2 separate regions of the Callithrix jacchus genome follow, and region 2 is linked to region 1. Evidence: chromatin contacts called from public Hi-C data. All regions are on one chromosome and are shown on one strand. Each heading gives the region's core, a stretch centred on a gene start, on an enhancer-like site or on the middle of the called end of the contact. The rest is flanking DNA. Distances are from core to core; before and after follow the strand shown. Region 1 has its middle 23 kb from the start of SHCBP1L. Region 2 holds the start of LAMC1 (laminin subunit gamma 1).

Region 1 (5,932 bases), core at 1,672-4,171:
TTATTAAAGTGCTCTATTCCTGTTTGGATTGCCCTCTTTCCCTTCCTCCCTGCAATATCTGCCCATCAAATTTTCACTCTTTATTTAAGGCATAGTTAAAACCTGACAGACTTCAAAGTGTTTCACAAGGTGTTGCAGAAAAGAATCTCACCTTAATAGTTACATAATATTTAATATAATTGCATAATATTTAATGTAACTATTAAATTCATTTTTAATAGTTACATAAAAATTTGTGTGTACCAATATTGTGCACTTATTGCCATCCATCTTATATCACAATTTATGTGTTTATCTTCCACATTTTCTTTCCAGTGCCTCGAGTGCAAGGGTCACACCTCATTCACCTCTGAGCCTCCATCTATGCGCTTTGCACATATTTTATAGCTCATGGGTTTCCTACGTTCTGGTTTGCTTGTAGTACTTACTCATTACCCATGATAATAGCTCACTCTGATTCAGTCAAGCACTGTTTCAAAAGCTCTGCATACATTGACTCATTTAAAACATGCAATGTGGGTTACCAGTTTACAGTTTACAGTTCTTATTCCCAGTTTACAGTTCAAGAAACAGATTACGTAAATATGCCCAAGGTAACACTGCAAATAAGGACCAAAACTGGGATTTGAATCCAGAAGATCTGCTTCCAGAGATCATTCCCTTGACCGCTAGAAGAAACACAGTAGGCCTTCCATATCTGTGGAGGGATTTGTTCTAGGACCCCTGCAGATACCAAAAAACTGTGGATGCCCAAGCCCCTTACATAAAATTGCGTAGTATATTCCTGACGTACTCCATACGCTATCGAATCCTTTGCGGACACAGAGGGCTGACTGTATATACAGTCACCATAGATCTTACTGTATTCTTTTGGAGAAATCAGAGATTTGATGTGCCACACACTGGTTGTGAAATTCTAGAGCTCTGATATCATAAGTCCTGGATTAGGATAACTTGACTGATCATAGATAAGTCCACTGCAAATTGTAAGCTGTTGATATAGCTATTTCGTATGTTTTTAGGCTGTCCAGCATCTTTTGATCACTCTTGCTATTTTTAGGACATCTCTGTTCTTAGGAATTCTTCTTTCCCAAGATACAAGCCTAGAAACTCAGTTCCCTGGAGTCCTTTGTAGCTAGAGCATAAGCAAGTGAGATTTTATTTCAGAAAGATTCTCACCCAGGAAATAGCTTTGGTGCTAGGCAGCAGTATGAAGCTCTGTAAAGTCAGTCCTAGGCAGCAAGGCCAACGGTGTGCCCCCCAGTAGTGGGGAGGACAGAGCCAGCAGCAGCAAGTTCCTCTTCAGCCAGTTCTGTATCATGGCCTTCCGTGTTATTCCAGGGAACATAGCCTCAAGCCAGTCCTCCACTCTTCTGTTAGCTACCCAGTATCCTTTTCTTCTTTAACAGCTTTATTAAAGAGAAGAGATTTACATACCCTAAAATTCACGCTTTTTAACCCAATATCTTTTAAATAAACTTATCTTTAAAAACTGCTTAAATAACCAGAGTCAGTTTCTGTTGCTTGTAACTAAAAATGCAGACTGAGTTGTTTACAATCGTAAATGAAAGGGCATTTTCTTTGGGATGCTCTGTTGCCGCTTTTATTATTATTGTTAAGTTATTTATTAACCCTTCTTTTTTTGTTTGTTCAACTGCATTTCTTTGGCACACTTTATCATACCCATGTATTCTTTATATGTTTTTTTTGGGATGGAGTCTTGCTCTGTCGCCCACACTGGAGTGCAATGGTACAATCTTGACTCACTTCAACCTCCACCTCCCAGGCTCAAGCGATTCTTGTGCCTCAGCCTCCTGAGTAGCTGGAACTACAGATGTATGCTACCACATCTGGCTAATTTTTGTATTTGTAGTAGAGACAGGGTTTCACTATGTTGGCCTGGCTGGTCTTGAACTCCTGAGCTCAAGTGATTCACCTGCCTGGGCCTCCCAAAGTGCTGGGATTACAGGCATGAGCCACTGCATCCGGCCCATGATCTACTTTTACATAAGAATATTATAAAAACGGCTGAAGTCAACACTAAAGTATGCTTTCTTAACAACCTCCACCTATCTGAGCTACCTGATGCCTATAGCATTAACTGTTGTAGCCAGGAGGTGGTTACCCCACTATGCTTGAGGCATTTGTTTTCAGACTTTTTTATATCAGTTATTTTTAATATTGTGTCACTCACATCTAATTTGAAAACTAAACAAGTTTAAGTGATTTAATTAATCAAGTGGTTCCAAGGCATTCAACTTAGTTCTCACAGAAACATTTTTCTTTCTTTCCCTTACATTTGATTTGCTTATGTAATTTTAAAAATTAAATTTTGTAATTAGATAATGCAAGTGGAAATGTCAAACTGAAATATTACCTGTCAGGAAATCTATTCTTGGAGGCTACTTCTGCCTAATGTCACTGTGATATAATATGAGACACTGCATAGCTCATGAGAGAGTGAAGGCTGTCCTGTGACAGCCAGGTTAGCTCAACAAATGTACTTTGCTTATCACCAGAGAAACTGAAGATGAACTGAGGAACCCAAAGTAGTTCACATCTTTAATTGAAAATTGATAGTTACAGCAGAGGAATGAAGAGTCCATCCCATATAAGAGTTTGGCTAAATGATAGCAAGATTAAATTAAAAATGAGAAGCTGCTGGGAGTTTTTGTTCTTTTTTTTTTAATCTGAGGTCTTAGGGGTTTTAAACATTAAATCCATCTTCTTAGAAATTTTGCCTTAAAATGGGCTGGGATGAATTTAAGACACTATAAAATATGAATAGTATTTTCAAATGGCTTATTTTAGATAAACCTATCACTTACCTTTTTAGCATTCAGAACTCAACCTAAGTCCTCCCATACACAGCTGTAGCCTATAAACCAAGGTGCAGAGCCTAAGACAGATAGGGCGGCTCAATGCTCCTAGGAAGTTCCTTCTAACAAGAAAGTAAATAAGATCAAACAATGCAGAATGGCTGTGGTATTTTTCAGATATGGGCTAAATTCGTCATGGTTCATTCCGAGAGCACTCTTACTTGGTAAGAAATGTTTCAGTTCACAAGAAGGTGTTAGGAGGACTCTCACTTTACTTAACTTGAAACTGTACTTTTGGAAAAAAGATAAAAGTTTAAAAGTTATTTTTCTCATTCTAAAGTTTATTTTTGGTTTTTAAGGACTCTGTGGTTTCTAAGAACATTGGGACAAGGCGTGCTTATTTTTTTATTTTTTATTTTTTTGCCATGAAGTTACAGGATAGCTTACAATTACAGTAACTAGCTGGTGGTTTTTAGGAAGACATGGAATAAGGTTGCATTTGTCAGTACGCTGTTAGAAATAGACTGTTGATCAACCCCTGCTCAAAGTCTAATGTTTAACTTCTTGCAGTAAACATCTGAAGGTCACAGCAGTCTCTCCTTGTAAGTTTTATGCATTACTTCAGTTGGTGAGGTAAAGGCATTAACAATAAACTACACATTTGATCAATGAATCAGTCCCCCACGCTTGATTTAAGGGTTGAAACTGAATTAAACTTATGAATAAAATCAGGCTCTTAGATTCTAAATTGTAAGTTCATAATAATTTCATTAAAATGTTTATAACCTCAGAATTTCAGTATGAAACCATGATTTTTTGACAGTAAGGAGTTTGCAGCAGAAAATAAAACCTTTAAATGGTTTATAAAACATTTTAAATTTGTTTGTTAAATTTCTATCAAACAGTAGGAACCTAAACATTCTAATAGTTGCTACACTTCTGGAAATAATTACCTTCAAGGAGATTAACATTTCTCAACTAGTTAGTGGCCCGGATCTCTGCTATTGTTTCTTAGTGAAGGGGCTATTCATTCATAAAGCTGGACGTACCCAACCGAACAAAGAGACCCTTAGTGGCTGTTCAGGTGGACTCCAAGCCAAGAAAAAGGATTGCTTCATTTCCTGAAGACTGAACTTTTGATCAATGCTGTGTGGCCAGGCTAAAAACTTAGATGGAATTTTAAACAAGGCAGTAATATCATTTCAGAAGCTACCATCAAACATCCTCCAATTAAGGAAGCAACGTAACAAGATAAATTGAACCAGATGGGAATTTATTAAGGAAATTCACCTCTATTACCACAAAACACATCTCCTGCCAAGGCCGATGAATATTTCACAAACAATAATCAGTTGTTGACTCTGGCACCTCTCAGAACGTGATAGTGGATCTTACTTACAAGTGTCAAGTTTTTAAGTAACCCAAATAGAATTGAGTTTTCAAGATGCTGGGGTAAACGCAGCAAAAAGACTGGCAAGGCTTCCACTCCCATGGAGTTTATGTTCTAATGAAGGACGCAGACTAAAACATCTTTTTCAAATATATTTTTACAAATGTGATTAGTGTTTCGAAGGAAATAGAAAAGTTACTGAGACAGAAAATAACAGAGGGGAACTAAATAAATAGGATGGTCAGAGAAGTTCTCTCTGGGTTGGGAAGTTTTCATTGAGACCTTGAAGATGAAAAGAAGCCATCCATGGGAACCTGGCAGGAGGAGGAATCCAGGCAGAGGCAGTGCAAGCACAAATGCCTTGCAAGGCAAAGGGCTTGCAATGTTATGGAAGGACTGACAGTAGCCCTACACGGCCACAGCTTCAGACCCTGGGACAGGTGGCACGAAGTGACGTTAGAAAGGCAGATGGGGACAGATAACGTAGAGCAGCTTTTCTCAAACAGGTTTGACCGTGGCTAATAGTAGGAAATATATTTTATGTCTACCCAGTACTCAAGTAAAACAAAATGTTTACATAGAAATCTTACCTTTACGATGTGTAATGCCTATGATATTTTCTATTCATTTAAAAATACTAATCAATATCCACTAAATTAATTTTTTCACCAACTTATGGACTTTTGCAAAAGCATAGATAAGAGTCTGGGAAACTATTGGAACTTGTTTTTTTTTTTTTTTTTGAGAAGGAGTCTCACTCTTTTGCTGAGGCTGAAGTGAAATGGCATGATCTTGGCTCGCTGTAACCTCTGCCGCTCCAGGCTCAAGCAATTCTTCTGCCTCAGCCTTCCTGGTAGCTGGGATTACAGGCACCCACCACCATGCCTGGATAATTTTTGCATTTTTAGTAGAGACTGGGTTTCACCATGTTGGCCAGGCTGGTCTCGAACTCCTGACCTCAGGTGATCCACCCACCTTGGCCTCCCAAAGTGCTAGGATTACAGGTGTGAACCACTGTGCCTGGCCAGAAATCTTTAAGGAAGGGAGAGTTTGATCGATAAATGGAAACTTCATTTTAGTCACTACAGAAAGATTGGATTGAAGGCTAACAAAAATAAAAGTGGAAGGATCTGTTATGGTATTCTTGTCAAAGCTCAGATGAAAGATAATAGCTTGAGCTACATCTATGTTGGTGGCAATCAAAGTGGAGAGACATTCAGATTCAGGATATGTTTTAGAGGTAAAGCCAACAGGACCTAATGAAGAAGTGACTGGGTAGTGGTGAAGGAAAGGAAGGCACCCGGAGTTAGTCCCAGGCTACAGGCTTTAGTAGCTGAGAGCATAATAATGCTATTTAATAGGAGACTGGAGTAAGCACTGGATGTATGTTAAAATTCCATTTTAAACATGTTAAGTTTAATTGACTCTAGTCATCTGAGCAGTTAATTACACAAATAGAGTTCAGAGAAGAAAGCTGAGGGTCAATAGAATTAGGGTCTAAAACAAACAAATGGTATTTAAAGCCATGGAAATTATGTGTTATCCTAGAGAAAGTGTGGATAAAGTTGAGAAAAGAAAGCCCTCAGGAAGGACTTCCAAGGAGCTCTGATTTTAAGAGGTAGGATAGAGAGGATTAAGATAGCTGGCAAAATGGATTGAGGAAGAGCTGTCTTTAGAATGGGAGCTCTGTCAGGAGTATGGTGCCTGAGAACCGCTGTAGTGG
Region 2 (5,932 bases), core at 2,489-4,988, 45 kb after region 1:
TTACACAGGTGATAATATTCTTTGCTAGTGTAATTTTTTTTGAGATGGTGTCTCACTCTTGTTGCCCAGGCTGAAGTGCATTGGCAAGATCTTGGCTCACTGCAACCTCTGCCTCCCGGGTTTAAGCGATTCTCCTGTCTCAGCCTCCTGAATAGCTGGGATTACAGGTATGTGCCACCATGCCTGGCCAATTTTTGTATTTTTAGTAGAGATGGGGTTTCTCCACGTTGGTCAGTTTGGTCTCGAACTCTGGACCTCAAGTGATCCGCCCGCCTTGGCCTCCCATAGTGCTGGGATTACAGGTGTGAGCCACAGGGCCTGGCCACTTCAGTGTGATTTTGAAAAGTGTAACAGAATGTAAATATAGGCTGACATTGTCAATCATTATTAATAATTATCATGTTTAGGTTGCATTTCTAAATATAAAAAGATAAAGCATATAGTATAGCAGTGCTTAGGCTTGGGAAGAATACAAGGAAATGAGGTCCGAAAGAATAAGGACTGGAAAAATAAAACACATCGGTAATTATAAAAAGATAAAAAATGACAAGGTTGCAATGGAAAGGTCAATACAAACTTTTAAATTATTTTTCTAATTATATCGCACATTCTACATCCTGCTGTGGTAGACATCCGTGGTTTTTTTTTTTTTTCTGCCTTGTAACTTGCCCTCTTCTGGCAACAGCAAGCTTTCCTTTCAATTGCTTTTCCCACATTTCATAGTTTTCTGGTGGGTTGTCAAACCCCACACACGGTATTCTATTTACCTAGCTTTGGGGGTATGCCAGGTGACCAAAGCCGGGCCAATCAGCATCCTTCCTTGAAATTATTTACATAGATGTGAAGGGAGAAATCTTTGTTCTCTGGAGATCTAAATGGGATATTTTTTTTTAATTGGAGCTCTGTTGCCTGTACAATAAACAACTACATTTCCTCATCCTGCCTTTGTTGCTGCATAGAGGCACTGAAGATTGGGCACTGAGATCATCTTTTGAGGGACCCGAATAAGATCTTCCCCGTATCTTCACATTTTTCTTCTAAGGACCATGTCTGGTAGATAATGGAATTTGTTTCTTTTCTCTTTTCTTTTTTTGAGGCAAAGTCTCACTCTGTCGCCCAGGCAGGAGTGCAGTGGTGCAATCTCGGCTCACTATAATATTCGCCTCCTGGGTTCAGGCAATTGCGCGTCAGCCTCCTGAGTAGCTGGGATTGCAGGCATGCGCCACAACACCCGGCTTTTTTTCCTTCGAGACACATTCTCGCTCTTTCTCCCAGGCTGGAGTGCAGTGGCATGATCTCGACTCACTGCAACCTCCACCTTCTGGCTTCAAGCGATTCTCCTGCCTCAGCCTTCCGAGTAGCTGGGATTACAGGCGCTCGCCACAACGCCCGGCTAATTTTTGTATTTTTTAGTAGAGTCGTGGTTTCACCATGGTCTCCTACTCCTGACCTCAAGCAACCCGCCCGTCTCGGCCTCCCAAAGTGCTGGAATAATAGGCATAAGCCAACGACCTCTGCCGGCCCGGCAAATTTTTGTAATTTTAGTAGAGACAGGGTTTTGCCATGTTGGTCAGGCTGGTCTCAAACCCTGGCCTCAAGCAATCTGCCCGCCTCGGCCTCCCAAAGTGCTGGAATTACAGGTGTGAGCCACTGCACCTGGCTGATAATGCAATTTCTAAGCACTTAACAGGCATTCGAAAGGCTCTGGAGTTTTTTGAAGAACAGGACAACCTGCAGTAAAAGAAAATCTTGGCCAGGGCGCCAGGAAACTTTGTTTTCTTTAAATACCAAGTCTATTTAGTAGGCTGTGGCATCTCCAGGAGGCTAAAATAATTTGTTGATATCATCAAACATCTAGTGTTCAAATTTCTCGAATTGTCTTAAAAATTTTGTTTTAACCCTTGGTTTGTTTGAATCAAGATCCAAATAACGAAATATAATTTTTATCATCAAGCCCACTGGCTGGTTACACTTTACCTCTTTTCAAAATAAATGTTTGTCACTGTAACATATTTCCATAGGCAAGAGAATTGAGAGATTAATTCAAGGTCTCTAAGTGCTTTACAAATATCAGATGGGCTCTAGTAATCAATTTACGGAAAATTTGCATAAGTAACATCTTGAAGTTAATCTTGCACATTAGGACTCAAAAGGCAGGAATGACAAAAACCCATTTGGTTGACTTCACAATCTTTCCGGGGAGGTCTCTTTATCTATTTTGATTGTTGGAAACAGAGACCCACGCTTTGGCCACTATATAACAAAGTACTAAAATTGTGTAATAATGCAAATTCATTAATACATATATTAAAATATAAATAAATACGTTTATTACAAATCTGTAGCTTTATTTACAACTAACATCCTTATTTTTGTCCTATATGCTCTCATTCATTCTCCAGCACAATGAAGGGCTGAGAGAGCATATAATCCCTTCCAGGCATAAATGTATGTATTTATTTTGCTTCAACTCAAATATGAAAGGACTGAAAATTATTATAGTCCCCACAACTTTATTCTCCCAAAGGTGCCAAGAGTGAGGCACTTTAACCATGCATAATCTCCACCCATCTCATCAAATAAACGGAACAGTGATGAACATAATTGCTAAGTAAGCTCAGCCGTGTAACAAGTCCCTGGATTCCCCTCCTTTCTTCATCCAACCAGAACATTATCCTTAAGGTCTTCCTAATTAGCAGTCTGCGTCTAACACCTACTCTATCCAGAGTCACTTAACATATACTTATTTGTTTTCAGATTCACATTACCCCTATCTTAACGGGACAACAGGGTCCGAAACCAGGCATGTGTTTGTTTTTGCCGTGTACTTATCCGCACCTTATTATCAAGTTCTTGAAAAGCTAGAATAAAACAAATCCGTGTCATCCACTATGTGCATCCTCTCTGCCTGAGGACGCCAGGGTTTCAAACTGCTGCCTCCCTGTCCTGGTCTGTTTGCGTGGGTAAGCGCCCAGGTTCTGATCCGCGACTAAAACTCATGATCTTCTGGCTCAGGTTCTGTGAACTGAGTCATTCTGGCACTCAGAATATTCCGTGACTCAGCAGGCCCGAAAAGGAGGATGTCAGAATCCAGATAATTTCGAGTCTTTTAAAGGCAAGCCGAGGAACACAAACAACACAGTGGAAGAATTTCGCAGTGGGTCGTGCGTACCCAAGGGAAAAATGTCATTCCATTCCCAGCCTTTTCACTTCCTTCCTTGCCCGGGTAAAACGACTGGCTACGCTTTAATTTAGCGGCAGGAAATCGCTTCACGAAACTCATCTGGCTGCTGCGACCAGGCTCTTCTGATTCTCCAAGGCCTATGTCGGCCCCCTGGACGCCCCGGGACCTCTGCTCTGGAGGGGTGGAGCAGGGACCCCGGCATCCCGGGTGGGACCCACACCTGGCTGGGCGGGGACCCCCCTGCCGCAGTCCACCTGGGAACCGGGCCCCGTGTCCGACCCCGAGGGACCTCCTGACCCGCATCGCCCCTCTAAGGTGCCCTCCCCCAACCCGGAGTCTCCCTAGGCCGCGGAGCCCGGGGACCCCGGCGACTCCCGCGCGGGGAGCCGGGTCTGCGAGGCCGCCCTTCCCTCCCGGCATGCACCACCCCGCCGTCCTCCCCTCCCCTTCCCTTCCCTCCCCACCTCTCCCCGGCTCCCCGCCCACCCCACGCGCCCCTCCTCCCCGGTCGCGCGCCGCGGGCCCGAGCGCGAGACGCAGCCGCCCCCGCTCCCGCCGCCGCCTGGAGGCGCCCGGGCTGACACGCAGTACATGGGGTGCGGAGGGCCGGGTAGCTGCCGCGGGGTCCGCCGGAGCTGCTGAGAGGAGACTGGGTTGGGCTTTCTCCTCAACCAGACCCCACCCCACCCCACCCTGCCGACCCCACCCCCTGCTCCTTCCTCCCCGGGGGCGCGCGCTCGGGCACGCGCTCGGAAGTCGGGGGTCGGCGCGGAGTGCTGGTTGCTCCCAGGGTGGTGAGGGAGGCGCGGAGGCGGCGCGCAGGGGCAGTGGTCGGCGAGCAGCGCGGTCCTCGCTAGGGGCGCCCACCCGTCAGTCTCTCCGGCGCGAGCAGCCGCCACCGCCCGCCCCGGAGTCAGGCTCCTGGGCCCCCCGGCTCAAGCAGCGGAGCGGCCTCCGGGGGACACCGCTAGGCGAGAGGAACGTGCCCGTGCTCTTGCCTTCGCTCTGGCCCAGCGTGCGGGCGGCGGGATGAGGGGTAGCCAGCGGGCCGCGAGGACCCTGCGGCCCCGGGGGGGGCTCTGGCCGGTGTTGGCTGTGCTGGCTGCCGCCGCGGCGGGCTGTGCCCGGGCAGCCATGGACGAGTGCACGGACGAGGGCGGGCGGCCGCAGCGCTGCATGCCGGAGTTCGTCAACGCCGCCTTCAACGTGACCGTGGTGGCCACCAACACGTGTGGGACTCCGCCCGAGGAGTACTGTGTGCAGACCGGGGTGACCGGGGTCACCAAGTCCTGTCACCTGTGCGACGCCGGGCAGCCCCACCTGCAGCACGGGGCAGCCTTCCTGACCGACTACAACAACCAGGCCGACACCACCTGGTGGCAAAGCCAGACCATGCTGGCCGGGGTGCAGTACCCCAGCTCCATCAACCTCACACTGCACCTGGGTAAGCGGTGACAGCCCCGACCCCTGTTACTGCTCGCCAGCAGCCCAGCTCCCGGACCGGCTTCATCTCCGGGGCCGGCCTCCCGGGCCCAGACAGCCGCGTGTTGCCTCTCTGTTCCCCGGCATGGGCCACACAGAAACTCCTTTCTCCAACTTCTTAAATAGATCTCGCTTTTAACGTCCCGTGAGGGCCGGGATGTTCCGCACAAGATGTCTCTCTGTTTTCCTGTTCTTTCTGACTTAACGGGATTCTGGCTCTGATTATATTGCATTTCGGCTGTTAGGATTGTGGTCTCCCCCACACCCCCCCTTTTTTTTCCTGAGCGTTAATCGGAAACTCTCATCGTAGCTTTTCTCTTTGCTACCAAGGCCATCACAACGCATTCTTGGATCAGAAACCAGAAGGTCCGCCTTTAAAATGTTTAGATATCTCTCCAGGGCTGAGGGTGATTGGTCTGTTGAGTTAAGGGAAATTGAGGGGAGCAAATGCCTTCGCTGCCTATATTGCCTGTGTATAATTAAAATATAAATTCACTTTTGAAGTTATCGTTCTTTAGAGCTGTTCAGACTTAATTAAGAGCCACAAAACGATGTTACTGCTAATCCTGGTGCAGAATAAACAAAAGGAAGTGCACTCACTGTAATTGCTGGGCACAGCCTTGTCCCTGGGTAAAAAGCCTCTCCTTTACTGTGTTCCCTTTTGCTTTCATTCAAAGCAAGTATAGAAACACGTATAAGTGATTTTCAGAAATCAGGAAAGGGATGTATAGAAAACTTCATGGCAGGGCAGTGGATGAGGATGGACATGTGTGTCAGGAAGTACCAAAAATAATGTTTGATCTAGGTAAGTTTTTCTTCATCGAGATGCGTAAATAAGCAGAAAGTTTCGTTATTGTGTTTAACAGAGAACCGATGTGTGAGAAACTGACGTTTGACTTAGCGCTTCACTCCCCATTGCCTTAGGAGGCTTGATTATTACCAATAGCTGGTACTAATGAACTAACAGAGAACAGACTGCCCCAAGCCATTCTTCTGTTAAGGGAGGGTAATTCTGGGAGGCTAATATCACTTAGGGGTGTTGGAAAGGAACATGGTGTAGGCAAATGGTTCTTTTGATCATGGTTTTGCTGCTCTCAGGTACACTAAACTTTATGTAAGATTCCAGAGAAAGAATCTGACTTACAAAAAGTACTTTGAAAAGTGGGATTAAACTATTGTGTGTGGAATAAGTGTTAGAAAAGCAGAATTATTTAACATCTTTGTAGTAAGTAAATACTATTTTATTTGCAGTTGAGCCATTAAACA

Evidence for each region. Hi-C and Micro-C count contacts between places; a contact is called where the count stands out from the background.
Region 2: a Hi-C map of skeletal muscle shows a contact between it and region 1, with 2.9 times the contacts expected there. The contact joins the promoter of LAMC1 here to the enhancer-like site in region 1. A contact is called at or near these places in 2 of 3 Hi-C or Micro-C datasets (both in skeletal muscle).

Annotation. Positions count from the first base shown.
Region 1 is chr18:41,151,035-41,156,966 of calJac240_pri, forward strand. No RefSeq gene overlaps it. Among named protein-coding and RNA genes, the nearest start is that of SHCBP1L, 23 kb to the left of the region's middle. Within about 2 kb of position 2,922, at least 1 of the 16 cell types and tissues checked has an H3K27ac peak or open chromatin away from gene starts, as enhancers often do. A contact at or near this core is called in skeletal muscle, where this site is marked.
Region 2 is chr18:41,194,904-41,200,835 of calJac240_pri, forward strand. It overlaps LAMC1 (laminin subunit gamma 1), which reads left to right and starts at 3,739. Exons shown (of 28, transcript XM_002760283.6): 1 at 3,739-4,628. The coding sequence starts at 4,214.